2 separate regions of the Callithrix jacchus genome follow, and region 2 is linked to region 1. The links are chromatin contacts, called in public Hi-C maps. All regions are on one chromosome and are shown on one strand. Each heading gives the region's core, a stretch centred on a gene start, on an enhancer-like site or on the middle of the called end of the contact. The rest is flanking DNA. Distances are from core to core; before and after follow the strand shown. Region 1 holds the start of LYVE1 (lymphatic vessel endothelial hyaluronan receptor 1). Region 2 has its middle 14 kb from the start of CTR9.

Region 1 (6,176 bases), core at 1,623-4,122:
CCTTTTTTTTCCTTCTTCTCTCCCAAGAGGTGGATCTTGCTATGTTGCTCAGGCTGGTCATAAACTCCTGGGCTCAAGCAATCTTCCTACCTCAGCCTCCCTGAGTAGCTGGAACTACAGGTGTGCACCACTATGGCCAAGTAAGAACCTCAGTTCTTTTTGTCTTGTCTTTTCTTTTTTGAGACAGTCTCGTTCTATCACACAGGCTGGTATGCAGTGGCATGATTTCGGCTCAGTGCAACCTCTGCCTTCCAAGTTCAAGCAACTCTCATGCCTTAGCCTCCTGAGCAGCTGGGAGTACAGATGCAAGACACCATGCCTGCCTAATTTTTGTATTTTTTGTAGAGATGGGGTTTCACCATGTTGGCCAGGCTGGTCTCGAACTCCTGACCTCAGGTGATCCACTCTCCTTGGCCTCCCAAAGTCCTGGGATTACAGGTGTGAGCCACAGCACCCAACCTGGCCCCCAGTTCTTAACTATGACACTGTTCTACCTTTCACAGTGCTATAAGGAAATGAACACACACACACACACACACACACACACACACACACCAGGCTGAACACTCTGAACACACAATTTACCCTGAAATTTGGCTCCTTTAGCTCATGAGGTTGCTGTTACTCAAGTCTCTCAGGCTACTTCTTTGGGAATAGATTGCAGAGGTTTATTTGTCACACTATCAAGTGGTCTTATTGCCCTCTCATATTTCATTTGTACTCTAGATGCTATTATTTAGAGCAATGATAGACATACTCTAGGTGAACAGACTTAGCTTTGAATATTTTTTCTATTGTTAACTGGCTGCTGGGACATCAGGCAAGTCAGCATTCTCATCTGAAAAATGGGGACAGATATGTCTACTTCACATGATTTTTATCAGAATTAAATTAGATAACTTGTACCTAGCAGAGGCGGGCCCCAGTAGGAAGTCAACAGCATTAGTCATTTTATGCTTTCCTATTTCATTTAGGGATCAAATGAGGAAGCTGGAATCTAAGGGGTACTCTAGTAATTCCTTTCTTAAGATTTCTCAGGAAACAGCAAACATAGTAGAAATAGTATATGCTTAGGAATTAGATATAGGGATATGGTATTAGATAATAGCATGTGCTTAGGAATCAGATAGAGCTGAATTCAAACCCAATATTTATTATGTATGACCTGCATGACATTGGGCAAGTCACTTCATCTATAAACGGTCTTCTTGAGAGGATTAAATGAAGTTGTGTGTACACACGTAGCTTTGGACTGCTATATAATTGGCCCTCAAAAATGGTTCCTATCCCCATTCACTTACCCTCATCAGCTACCTTGTTCTGCAGGAACGGTTATCATGACTTTTGGTTGTTTTCAAAAATGTAATTTCCTTAGGAAATTTTTTCCCTTGCTGAGGATGGTCTAGAGTGTGATGGAGTCATTTTCATTTTTTCTTTTTGAGACGGAGTTTCGCTCTTGTTACCCAGGCTGGAGTGCAATGGTGCAATCTCGGCTCACCACAACCTCCGCCTCCTGGTTTCAGGCAACTCTCCTGCCTCAGCCTCCTGAGGATGGAGTCATTTTCAAAGTGTCCAATAGTTTGAATAATGGCAGCATTGTGGGGAAAAACAGTGTTCCCAGAGGATTTGAAAGAGGACCAAACTTATTTAAAAGTAACAGTATTTTTAAAAACTAATCATATAACTCTGACCTCCCTTATAAAATTTAATGCAACAATATATAAATCAACTCTGAATGTCTGTTTCTAGCGTATTTTAGATCTCAGGTCATCTTCCAGCATGGGAACGCACATTTTCCTTTTAAAGTGCTCAGATTTTCATTTGCCCAGAGCTGCAATGAGTGATTTGTGGTTACAGTGTTTTGCCTACAGTGTGGAATGAGGTTTTCACTTAGGCATCTCAAAAGCCCAGCAATCACTTTAAGTCATTCCTTTAGTAGACAACCGATGGCTTACTTTTCAAACTTATATTTTTACAGACTTTTTTTTCAGTTAACTTACTATTTGCTGAATATTTTTTAAAACATTGCATTTCATTCATGGTATGATAAAACTAAAATTAAAATAATTATGCTAACACTCTCAAAAACATAAAAATAGGCCAATTTTAGTAAAAGGTACCCGTTATTCCCAAGCTTAGGGATTGCTTTAAATTTTTTACAATCGCAGTTTGCTTCTTCAATGAAATACTTAAAAAAAATTATTACTTCTGGATGCAATGGCTCATGCCTATAATTCCAGTACTTTGGTAGGCTGAGGCAGGAAGATCACTTGAAGCCAGGAGTTCAAGACCAGCCTGGGCAACAAAGGGAGATCCTGTTGCTACAAAAAAATTTAAGCACCACCCACACAAAAAAGACTAAAAATCAAATGATTCCGCTTCAGGATTGTATTTCAAAATGTTCTCATTAAAAATATTCCATAACCAAAAATAAAAGTTGAGATGATACAAAGGTAAATGTCAATTATTTTTGTGAAGTTGACAATATGGTGTAATATTTTTGGCAGAGCAATACCACCAGTTAGACCTGCTGTTGACATTGAGGGTCACCCTCATTCCCAGAAATCCATCATCAACAGCTTAGGAGGCTTAGGACATTTTGCAAGATCTTACTTTGCTTCAGTTTAGAAATCTGGTAAGAAACCTACCTTCTGTATGCAAAGAGCCTTGGACCAGGAGCTTCGTGGTCCAGATGGAAGCAAGAAGCAACAGCAGGCTGAAGCACCTGGCCATCGTGCCTACCATGCCTTCAGAGTCAGGGAAGCACCTCAGATGGCCACCAGTGGTATGAGAGGCAGATGCTCAATCACTAGTCTGGATGGAGAGTTCTGGAACTATGTTGAGGCTCTCACTCACTGCTCCACTTCATAACTGAGACATCCGGATTTCCCTGCTTTCAAGCTTCTGACTTGTCAAGGTCACTGGGGGAAATGAGTGACGTCTCTTGAACGCCCAGGCTGTACTTTGTGGATGGCCCTCTGGAAAATTTAGCTAATGCTGACTCAGAAAACACACAAATGAGGAAGGCAGATAGCACAATGTGAACTGCTAAAGGTTCTCCCAATTCCCGTATTCTCTGCCATTCCCCCTCCCCCAGCAGCTCAGTTCTCACACCATTCACTGCTTTTGCCTGTGGAGTCCATCATTTATGCATACCTAGAAATGTCTTTGTCCCCAAAGGAGACTGAGTATAGGTTGTGCCTCTTTTCCTCCCACAATCAGCGATTTTTCCACCCAGCTGCTTGGCCTTGTGATCTGCAGGGTATGAAGCTGAAGCTCATGGAAGTAAATGTCCATTTAAACACGGAGTCTAGAACCTTCATGCCTTCCTTCGCATCCCTTTTATGCATTTGAAATCTCTACACCACTACAGTGATTTATCTTTCAAAGAAACTAGGCACATATAAACATTCACATTTACATAACACACCTAGGAGGGCAATTAACAAAATTAAACATTTTACACTTTACACAAGGATTTTTAACTTTACGACAGTAATCATTCCGGGGGTCCTTTATAAAATAACTTTCTCTTAATAACTTCTTTAATATTCTGATAGGCCAGAATTCAGTTCACGCTCCACCTTTCTTGTTCGATGAATGTGAGGTTTATCTGTTTTTCCTCAGCAGCGTGCACTCTATGTTTTTCCAGCTGGCTATTCAGGGGCGTGTGCTTCATGGTCATTATGGAGTTCTGCCTTGTGAGCAATGTCTTGAGCGAAGGCTTATGAGATTTTTCTAAAATGAATGTCTTTTATAGGAAAAATATATGGATAACAAGTGGTTTTTGTTTTTTTTACATAAGTAGTACTGGTCATAAAGTTAGATGTCTGTGTAGAAAATATCAATAACAAAAAGAGAATCTGCTCTGAACAAATGCAGGGAACTTCTAAGAGACCAGGGAAACAGCCTTTACATGTCTCCAATATAGACCTCATTACTAGGGTGAGACAAGCCCTAGTTCCTCAGAAACATTCATGACTCTATCATCAAGGTACCAGGAAGACAGACAGGCAGAGTCCCAGCCTCGTCATCATTATTCTTAAAGACTAACACCATGGCTGAAAGAGAGCTAGTTTTCTAGCATTTGTTCAATTATTACAAAAAGAGTGAAGGAAGACAGGAAGGGGAAAAACGAATCATGAAAGGCAAGGCCTTGTGTAAAGGGGGAAAACGAGAGTCACAGCGATCACCAGCCATAGAATTTCTGGAATACCAACAAAGAGACCTTCGAAAGGCTGCTGTACCAGCTCTCTATTGCTGTCCAACAAATTGCCATAGACGTAGTGGCTTAAAACAGTACTCATTGATCATTTCACAGCTTCTTGATTTGATTCTGATCTGCTTTCTCAGAGAGACTCTCACATCCCCTGTTTTCTGTGACCCTTTGTATCCCTTTGGGAGACTCATTTGTATATAACCTTCCTTGTCCACATTTGAAGTGGATAGTAGGGAGTATGCCCTCCTTGGGACTAGCACAGCTTTTGCAGTCTGCTTCCTGCAGGTGAAAGCTAAGATCCCAGAAGTTTTCTTATTTTTTTAAAAGTTGTCTTTAATCAACATGTAATTCTCCACATGTACATTATGATATTTCCATACATACAAGGTGTAGTGATCAGATCAGGGTAATTAGCATATCCATCATCTCAAATATTTATCCTTTGTGTTGGGAGTGTTCAGTATCTTCTCTTCCAGCTATTTGAAAATATATGTGGTTGTTATCTATAGTCATTCTATGTGCCATAAAACACCACAACTTGTTCCTCCTAACAATATATCCTTTAACAAATCTCACTCTTTCCCTTCTCTCTTCCCTTTCCAGACACTAGTATCCTCTACTCTGTTTTTTACTTCCATGAGATCTTTTGTTAGCTTCCACGAATTGGAACATGTGGTGTTAATGTTCTGTTCATGACTTATTTTACTTCACATAATGGCCTCCAGTTCAACCTATGTTGCTGTGAATGACAGGATTTCATTTTTTATGGCTGAATACTATTCCATTGTGTATGTACAGCACATTTTCTTTATCACTCATCTGTTGTTGGACACATGTTAATACCATATCTTGGCGATTGTGAACAGTGCTGCAATAAACGTGAAGGTGCAGGTATCTCTTAGACATATTTTCTTTCCTCCCAAAAGCTGTTTCCTCACTTGAACAACCAAAGGGGTTTTTAGTCCTGGCTTGTGTTTCTTTGTAAATTCCATGTGCCAATAATCATACCCCAACTCCTTTCCCAGTCATAATTTTCAAGAATTATTTCTTGTTTCTCAACACCATACCCCTCCAATTTAGTGGTCAACACACCAAGTTCATTTTAACTCAAAGGAAAGGGCCACATCGTTAACCGCACCTTTGCCATAAGGCTGAGTGGATCTGTTCAATTGAGAAATTGTATTGGCTCCCACTCGAAGCTCTTTTTAGTCTGCCTGGGATTTAGAAGTGGTCAGGTTTTCTCACCCTTCAGTCTTTCACATTTCTGAATACTCGATATTCGTTTTCATTTCTGCTCCCACATAGCCAATTCTTTCTCTGGCAATAACTTGCCAAAGGTAGCCAAGAGAAGTTTGCATACTCCAACACTGATTCTTTTCACCATTTCTAAAACTATAGGCTAACCATGAGATGCTTTCCAAGTTATCACAGGTAAGACTTTTCCAAACACGTTCTATTCATGACATGTGCCACCATCTTTCTAGCAATTTTGTTTCTTGCCATGTAACTGGTAAGCCAGAACCTCATATTTTGAAATTTTGCTATTAAAGTACCCAATTTCTAGTTCAAATGTATGCATTAGTAGGGGGTAGGCTAACAGCTATAAACATTCTGGAATCTATGTGGCTTAATACACTAAAATCTTCTTATTCATGTCACAGTTCAATATTGGGAGTGCCCATTCAAAGACCCAGCATCCATCTAGTGGTTCTGCCATTTTCTTGGGTCTCAGTGTTCTCATCTGAATCCTTTGGCTTTGGTTGGCAGAGAAGGGAGTAAAAAGGGTATGAAGTATTGGGCAGAAGAGTTTATTTTTAGGGAACAAGACCTGGAAAGTGCTGCAGTTAACTGTAAGAAATACCCAAAAATTGTTGAGCTGTGGAAATTGGGTTGGTAAAAACCCAGCAGACTCAATCACAGCAAAATGTGTTCATTAAAAAAATCATAGACCAGGAAG
Region 2 (6,176 bases), core at 1,729-4,228, 170 kb after region 1:
AACTTGCCTTGTACCTCTTAACCATGTCCCTTTACGTGAAGCCCACCCGGACCAAATCATGTGCAGGAGGCAGTGATGGGTGTGGCAAGTGGCAGTCTGTTCTAGAAGGGCAACCACAAACTTCAGAGCCAAGGAGCCCTGGCTTGGAAGCCCAGGTCCACTCCTTTGTAGCTGAGTGGATGATTCCGTCTCTGAGCCTCATTCATAATCTATAAAATGGCGAAAGCAATGCTTACTTCTTAGGGTGCTTAATTCACTTATTAAACGAATACATTTAAATATATATAATATATGCTGATATATTTGAGTACATTTTACATATAATTATATATTTATATGTAAAATAATGCTGTGCCCTGAGTGCTACCATGTCAGCCAAAGTTTCCTGCTCTTTGAGATTTCCAAACATTAGCTGGAATCTCATCTTGGCCTCTGCAAGGAACAAGATCCATTTAGAGATTTGTTACAGATTTCAATTGTGTCACTTTCCTTTTTAAGGCAAAGCAGCTACAGTGGGCCATGGTTTTAAACACTATTTTCTTCTTCTCTGTTATATACGTAAGGCTCTAAGAACTGTGTCAGGTGCATTGTGGTTACTTTGAGGAAGGAGGGGGAGGAAAGAGCAGTCTTCCCTAAAGAGGAGGCTGGACCCCTCCCAGGCTTTCCCATAAAAAAGTTCTGGGAGCAGTTGATCCATTCTGAGGTTTTCAGATATAAATAGAAAATTGCCAGGTGCAGTGGCCCCTGCCTGTAATCCTAGCTATTCAGGAGGCTGAGGTGGGAGAATTGCTTGAGCCCATGAGTTTGAGCCTATAGTGAGCTATGATCATACCACTGCATCCCAGTATGGGTGACACAGCGGGAAAGAAGGAAGAAAGGAAGGAAGGGAAGGAGGGAGGGTGGGAGGGAAAAGGAAGGGAGAAAGAAAGGGAAAAAGATAGAGAAAGAGAAAAAGGGAGAGAGAGAAAAAGGGAGAGAGAGAAAGAGAAGAAAGAAGAAAAAAGAGAAGAAAGGAAAGCAAGCAAGCAAGAAAGAAAGAAAAAAGAAAATCAAACTCGAATGCCTTAAATGACCAAAACAACCTCCTCTTGGTTCACAAAATCTGAAGTTTAGAGGGCATGTGGGCCTCTGGCACAGGCTGTTGAGAGGCTCCCAGCTTTTTGGGGGCTGCATCTCTGCTTGTCTGAAAGTTTCTCACCCCTGCCTCCCAGTGGGCTTTTTCTAAACCAGCCTTTCCTTGAGGTAGCACATGGCAGCCAAAAGAGTCCAGGGCCACTCACGTCTGGGGATCAGTGTGGTTGTATGCCCACCCCTAAAAAAAATCACAGTGGCCAAGGGAATGCTAAGGGAGCTAGGATTATATTGATGGGTTTAGGCCAATTGGAACTGACCCCTGAAACTAAGAGTTGGTTTGATCCTAGACTTAAACCACATGGCTGCTTTACACAATGGGGTGGGGGTGCAGAAAGGGGGAACCTGCAATGGCAACTGCAGAGGCAACCATAATATTCACCCCAAAGACCCTTCATCCGGGTGAGAGTCGGTGTATCATGTTGAGTGTGTCAGTGTGTACGTGTGATGCGTCAGTGTGTGAGGTGTGTGCTGATGGGTATGAGAGTGTATTGTGCATGTAATGTGACTGTGAGCCTGTGAGTGAAGTGTGTGTGTATATGTATGTTGTGTGTGATTGCATATATGGTGAAGTGTGTATGTATGTTTGTATTACTTGAAAAACCATATGCTGAACTAAGTGTGGATTCCATTTGCGGCCTTCCATTCGTTAAAAAAAAAATTTTTTTTTAATTTTTTTAGAAAGAAAGAAAGAAAAAAGGAATGAAGAAGAGGAAGAAAGAGGAACAAGAAGAGGGAGAGAGAACGGGAGTGTTGCTTTATTGCCCAGGCTAGAATGCAGTCTAAAAATGGGTATTGAAAATTTCTTTTATGCCAATAATTGTGCTTAATAATGGCCAACCAATATTTCATTTAAACCTGTGAGTAGGTGTGATGTGGTACTGATAAGAGTGTATATTTTGTGTATTTAAAGTGGAGAGTTCTATAAATGTTTATTAAGTTTACTTGTTCCAGATCTGAGTTCAAGTCATGGATATCCTTATTAATTTTCTGTCTCGTTGATCTATCTAATATTGAAGTTGAGGTACAGGTGGTTTGAGGTACAGGTGGTTTTTGGTTCCATGGATAAATTCTTTAGTGGTGATTTCTGAGATTTTAGTGCACCCATCACCCCAGCAGTGACACTGCACCTAATATGTAGTCTTTTATCCCCCACTCCCTCCCAACCTTCCCCCCCACTCCCACCAGTCCCCAAAGTCCATTATATCATTCTTGTTGGGACCTTCCTTCTATCCTGACTCTGCTGCTGCCACCTTGCTGGCCCCCAAGGGGCTCCCCCATCCCCCACCCTCACCCCAGTTCATGAGCAAAATCTCTTTTCCCCTAAGCATAGATGGCAGGGTGGAAATTTTAACAACTTTCCTAACAAAAAAGGAGGAGAGAAAGGAACTCCATTCAGAGCGAATAAGAAACCTAGAAAGTCATTTTTGACAATGTATGTCCCTGAGGTAGTAATGACCTCCTATTTCCCCCACCCTGCTGTCTCCCTTAGGGTCTTCCCAGCCCCCTGCCTGGCGCTAACTGCTGGATGCCACCCTAGGACGTTTGTGCCCTCGCAGCCAAGGCCAAAAATCCCAGTTGCACATCTGTACTCACCATTCCACCTCAGGGCCCTCTGTCACCCCCACCCTGTCCTCTGGCCTCTCCTCCCATCTCCTTGGAGAGACTTGGTGACCTTTCCAACAAGGGCCCCACGGTAAGAAAGATGGCTTCCTTCTACTCTGTGGTGAGGATCGGCAGGTGTAAACACACATAGGAACATTGCCTCAAGCGCTCCAACAGCGCACTCTAGAGTCCTACAAAGGACTAGACAAAACAAGGTCATCTTCCCAAGTCCCAGCCCAGTACCTGGCCGCCCACCCCTTGCTCCGCCCAGGGCCCGCTCCAACCGGCAGATCCCGCTCCCTCCGGCAGATCCCAGTCCAGCGCAGCCCTCTACTGCCCTCTGCTGGGTTCTTGCCTACACAGCCCGGGGCTCGCCAGCCACCAAGAACACCTGGGCTTTTGGCCAAGCTTTTCATGTTCTTCTGCCGTCTGGAGACTGGAACAGGTTCACCAATATTTTCACCCACCCATCACTCCTCAGTATGCTGCAACCTGTGAAAAGTCACCTAGTCGTTCTGAGTCTCATGTCCTCCATTTTTTTTTTTTTAAAAAAAAAAAGCAAAACAGAGGTTATAACCGCTACCTCACAGGACCAGGGTGAAGATTAAAAGGACTGACTCATTCATTCATGAGTCATATGTTTATTGCACCCCTACTGTTTGCTAGACACTGGGTTGGTACTAAGGATACAAAAAGAAATTATCCCTGCCCGAATGGTGCTTACTGCTCTGTGTACACAAATATATAGTCGTGAATCATGATAAAGGAACTCAGTAAGATGCTGGGATAGACTAAGATGAGGGGAAGCTTCGGGGATGATAAGGAGGCAACTCGAGCATGAATACGAGTCACACCAAAGGGATAAGGGGTTTTGGGGCGGGTCTTCCAGGCAGAGGGGCAAGAAGACCCCAGAAAAGGTGACAGAGGTGGGGAGTAGCTATAGCTGGAGGGTGGCCAGAGAGGGCAGGGTCTTGATGAAAATGGAAAGGAGTCTGGACTTTATTCCAAGTGCTGTGGGAGCCATGGAAGGGTCGAGAAGTGGGGTTGTAAGGCAGTGGCCCACGTCTGTAATCCCAATACCTTGGGAGGCCAAGGCAGGCAGATCACCTGAGGTCAGGAGTTCGAGACCAGCCTAGCCAATGTGGTGAAACCTCGTCTCTACCCCCGCCCATACAAAAATTAGCTGGGCATGGTGGCAAGCACCCGCAGTCCCAGCTACTCAGGAGACTGAGGCCAGGGAATTGCTTGAACCCAAGACAGGGAGGTCACTGGGTAACCACTTGGGAATTCTCATCTATTCCCAAGATTGCATCACTGGGTGACACAGGGACACTCTGTCTCAAAAAAGAAAGAAAGAAAGAAAGAAAGAGAAATTAAAAACAAAAAAAGGAATAGGGTTTTGAGATCGTGCCCTCCTGCTCTCCCTGCCACGCAGCTCGCCAGTGTCCTGAAGGCTCCTTCTTCTCCACACATCTCTAAATACTGATGCTCCCCTAGGCCTGGGCCTGGACCCTCTTTTCTTCTCTCTCCAACTCTCCTTCTCCTCCACCATCTCCCTCATTCCTATGATTCTGAATAACATTTCTATTTGGGTTGGTGTATTAACCTAGACCCCTCTTTCTGGGTCCAGATCCACACATATCAAAGAACTTCCTCTGCTCTCTGCTTTTCGATTTCTCAGATCTCTCAAACTTAACATCTCAACCCTGATTTAATCCTGGCATAGTCACTGCCAAACCTGTCTTCCCCATCTCAGCAAAAGGTGTCACTTGCTGAGACTTTATAATATAGATAAGCTCAACTATTTTAAACACACATACAATGTTTTTTAGTGGAGACAAGGTCTTGTTATGTTGTCCAGACTGTTCTGAACTCCTGAGCTCAGATGATCCTCCTGCCTCAGCCTCCCAGAGTGCTAGAATTGTGGGTGTGAGCCACTGCACCTAGCCAATGATATTTTTTAAAGTCCCACAGCTGTCCCCTCCTCATAACAGACGGAGTGATGAGGTCATCCTCTGGGAAATTGGAGCATGTCAGTTTCCTGCTTCAAATTCATTAAAGGCTTCCCTTTGTGCTTAAGACAAAACCAAGCTCCTCACCATGGTCTACAAAGTCCTACAAAATCTGGCCTAGCTTTCCCATCCCATTTCATATCCTTCTCTCCCTTGTTTAATGTGCTCACCACTGCCCTTTTTATTTTTTCGTTTAACCTCCTGTATGCAAGCCAGGCTGCTTTCTGCCTCCAGCTATTGCACATGCAGCTTCCTCTACCTGAAATGCTCCTGCCTCATCTCCATGAAGCTGGTTACTTCTTATTCTTCAAATGTCAGCCTACATGTCACCTAGTTAGCAAAATATTCTCCATTTGCCACATCTAAAGTATGTCCACTTCTAGGTCTAGCCTTATATCAAAACATATTTTGAGGCTGAGCGCAGTGGCTCACGCCTGTAATCCCAGCATTTTGGGAGGCTGAGGTGGGCAGATCATGAGGTCAAGAGTTCAAGACCAGCCTGGCCAACATAGTGAAACCCCATCTCTACTAAAAATACAAATTAGCTGGGCATGGTGGCGGGCACCTGTAATCCCAGCTACTCGGGAGGCTGAGGCAGGAGAATCGCCTAAACCTGGGAGGCAGGGGTTGCAGCGAGCAGAGATTGCACCACTGCACTCCAGCCTGTGCAACAGTGTGAAACTCCATCTCAAAAAAAAAAACAAAAAAAGTATTTTGAAACTTCAGCAAGTAAAGCAATTAGATATGAGAAGAAATTCATGAAACCAAAGAAATATCAGAAGTAGGCTCAAATGCACAGGGAATTTAGTGTAATGTAAAGGTGAGATTTGGAGTTACTTGGGAAAAGAGAGACTAGTAAACAAATGGTGATGGTACAACTGGTCAGTACCTGTTAAGATGACGAGGGCAAGCTCCTGACTCTCTCCTTACACCCAACAATGGTAGTGAATCAAATATTTGTAATAAATAAATAAAATATCTTAAAATGTGGATCCATTTATTACAAATCTAAGAAAGGTGAAGTTTTTTTTGAAAAGGCCAAAACCCAGAAGCCATAAAACAAAAAATTAATATATTTGTCTAAGTAGCAATCTAACTCTGATATGAAAAATGAAGGAAAAGTAACACAACTACATCAAAAGACTCAGTTCAAAAACAAGGAAAACAGTCCTCGCACCTTGGGAGACCCAGGCAGGCAGATCACTTGAGCCCAGGAGTTCGAGAACAGCCTGGGCAACATAGTGAGACTCCCCATCTCTACAAAAACAAAAATGGGGAAAACATATTTGTCAAAGAGCTCTTTTTCTTAATTTAAATAGAATTGATATACATAAATGCAACAACAAAAAAAGAACAACCCAATAGAAAATTGTGCAAAGGAAGGCCAGGACCGGTGGCTCACCCCTGTAATCTCAGCACTTTAGGAGG

Evidence for each region. A called contact is a pair of places that touch in the nucleus more often than the background predicts.
Region 2: a contact with region 1 is called in a Hi-C map of induced pluripotent stem cells, with 3 times the contacts expected there. The contact joins the enhancer-like site here to the promoter of LYVE1 in region 1. A contact is called at or near these places in 3 of 3 Hi-C or Micro-C datasets (induced pluripotent stem cells and skeletal muscle).

What each region holds. Positions count from the first base shown.
Region 1 is chr10:76,414,884-76,421,059 of calJac240_pri, forward strand. It overlaps LYVE1 (lymphatic vessel endothelial hyaluronan receptor 1), which reads right to left and starts at 2,873. Exons shown (of 7, transcript XM_009007660.6): 1 at 2,649-2,873. The coding sequence starts at 2,745.
Region 2 is chr10:76,584,368-76,590,543 of calJac240_pri, forward strand. No RefSeq gene overlaps it. Among named protein-coding and RNA genes, the nearest start is that of CTR9, 14 kb to the right of the region's middle. Within about 2 kb of position 2,979, at least 3 of the 16 cell types and tissues checked have an H3K27ac peak or open chromatin away from gene starts, as enhancers often do.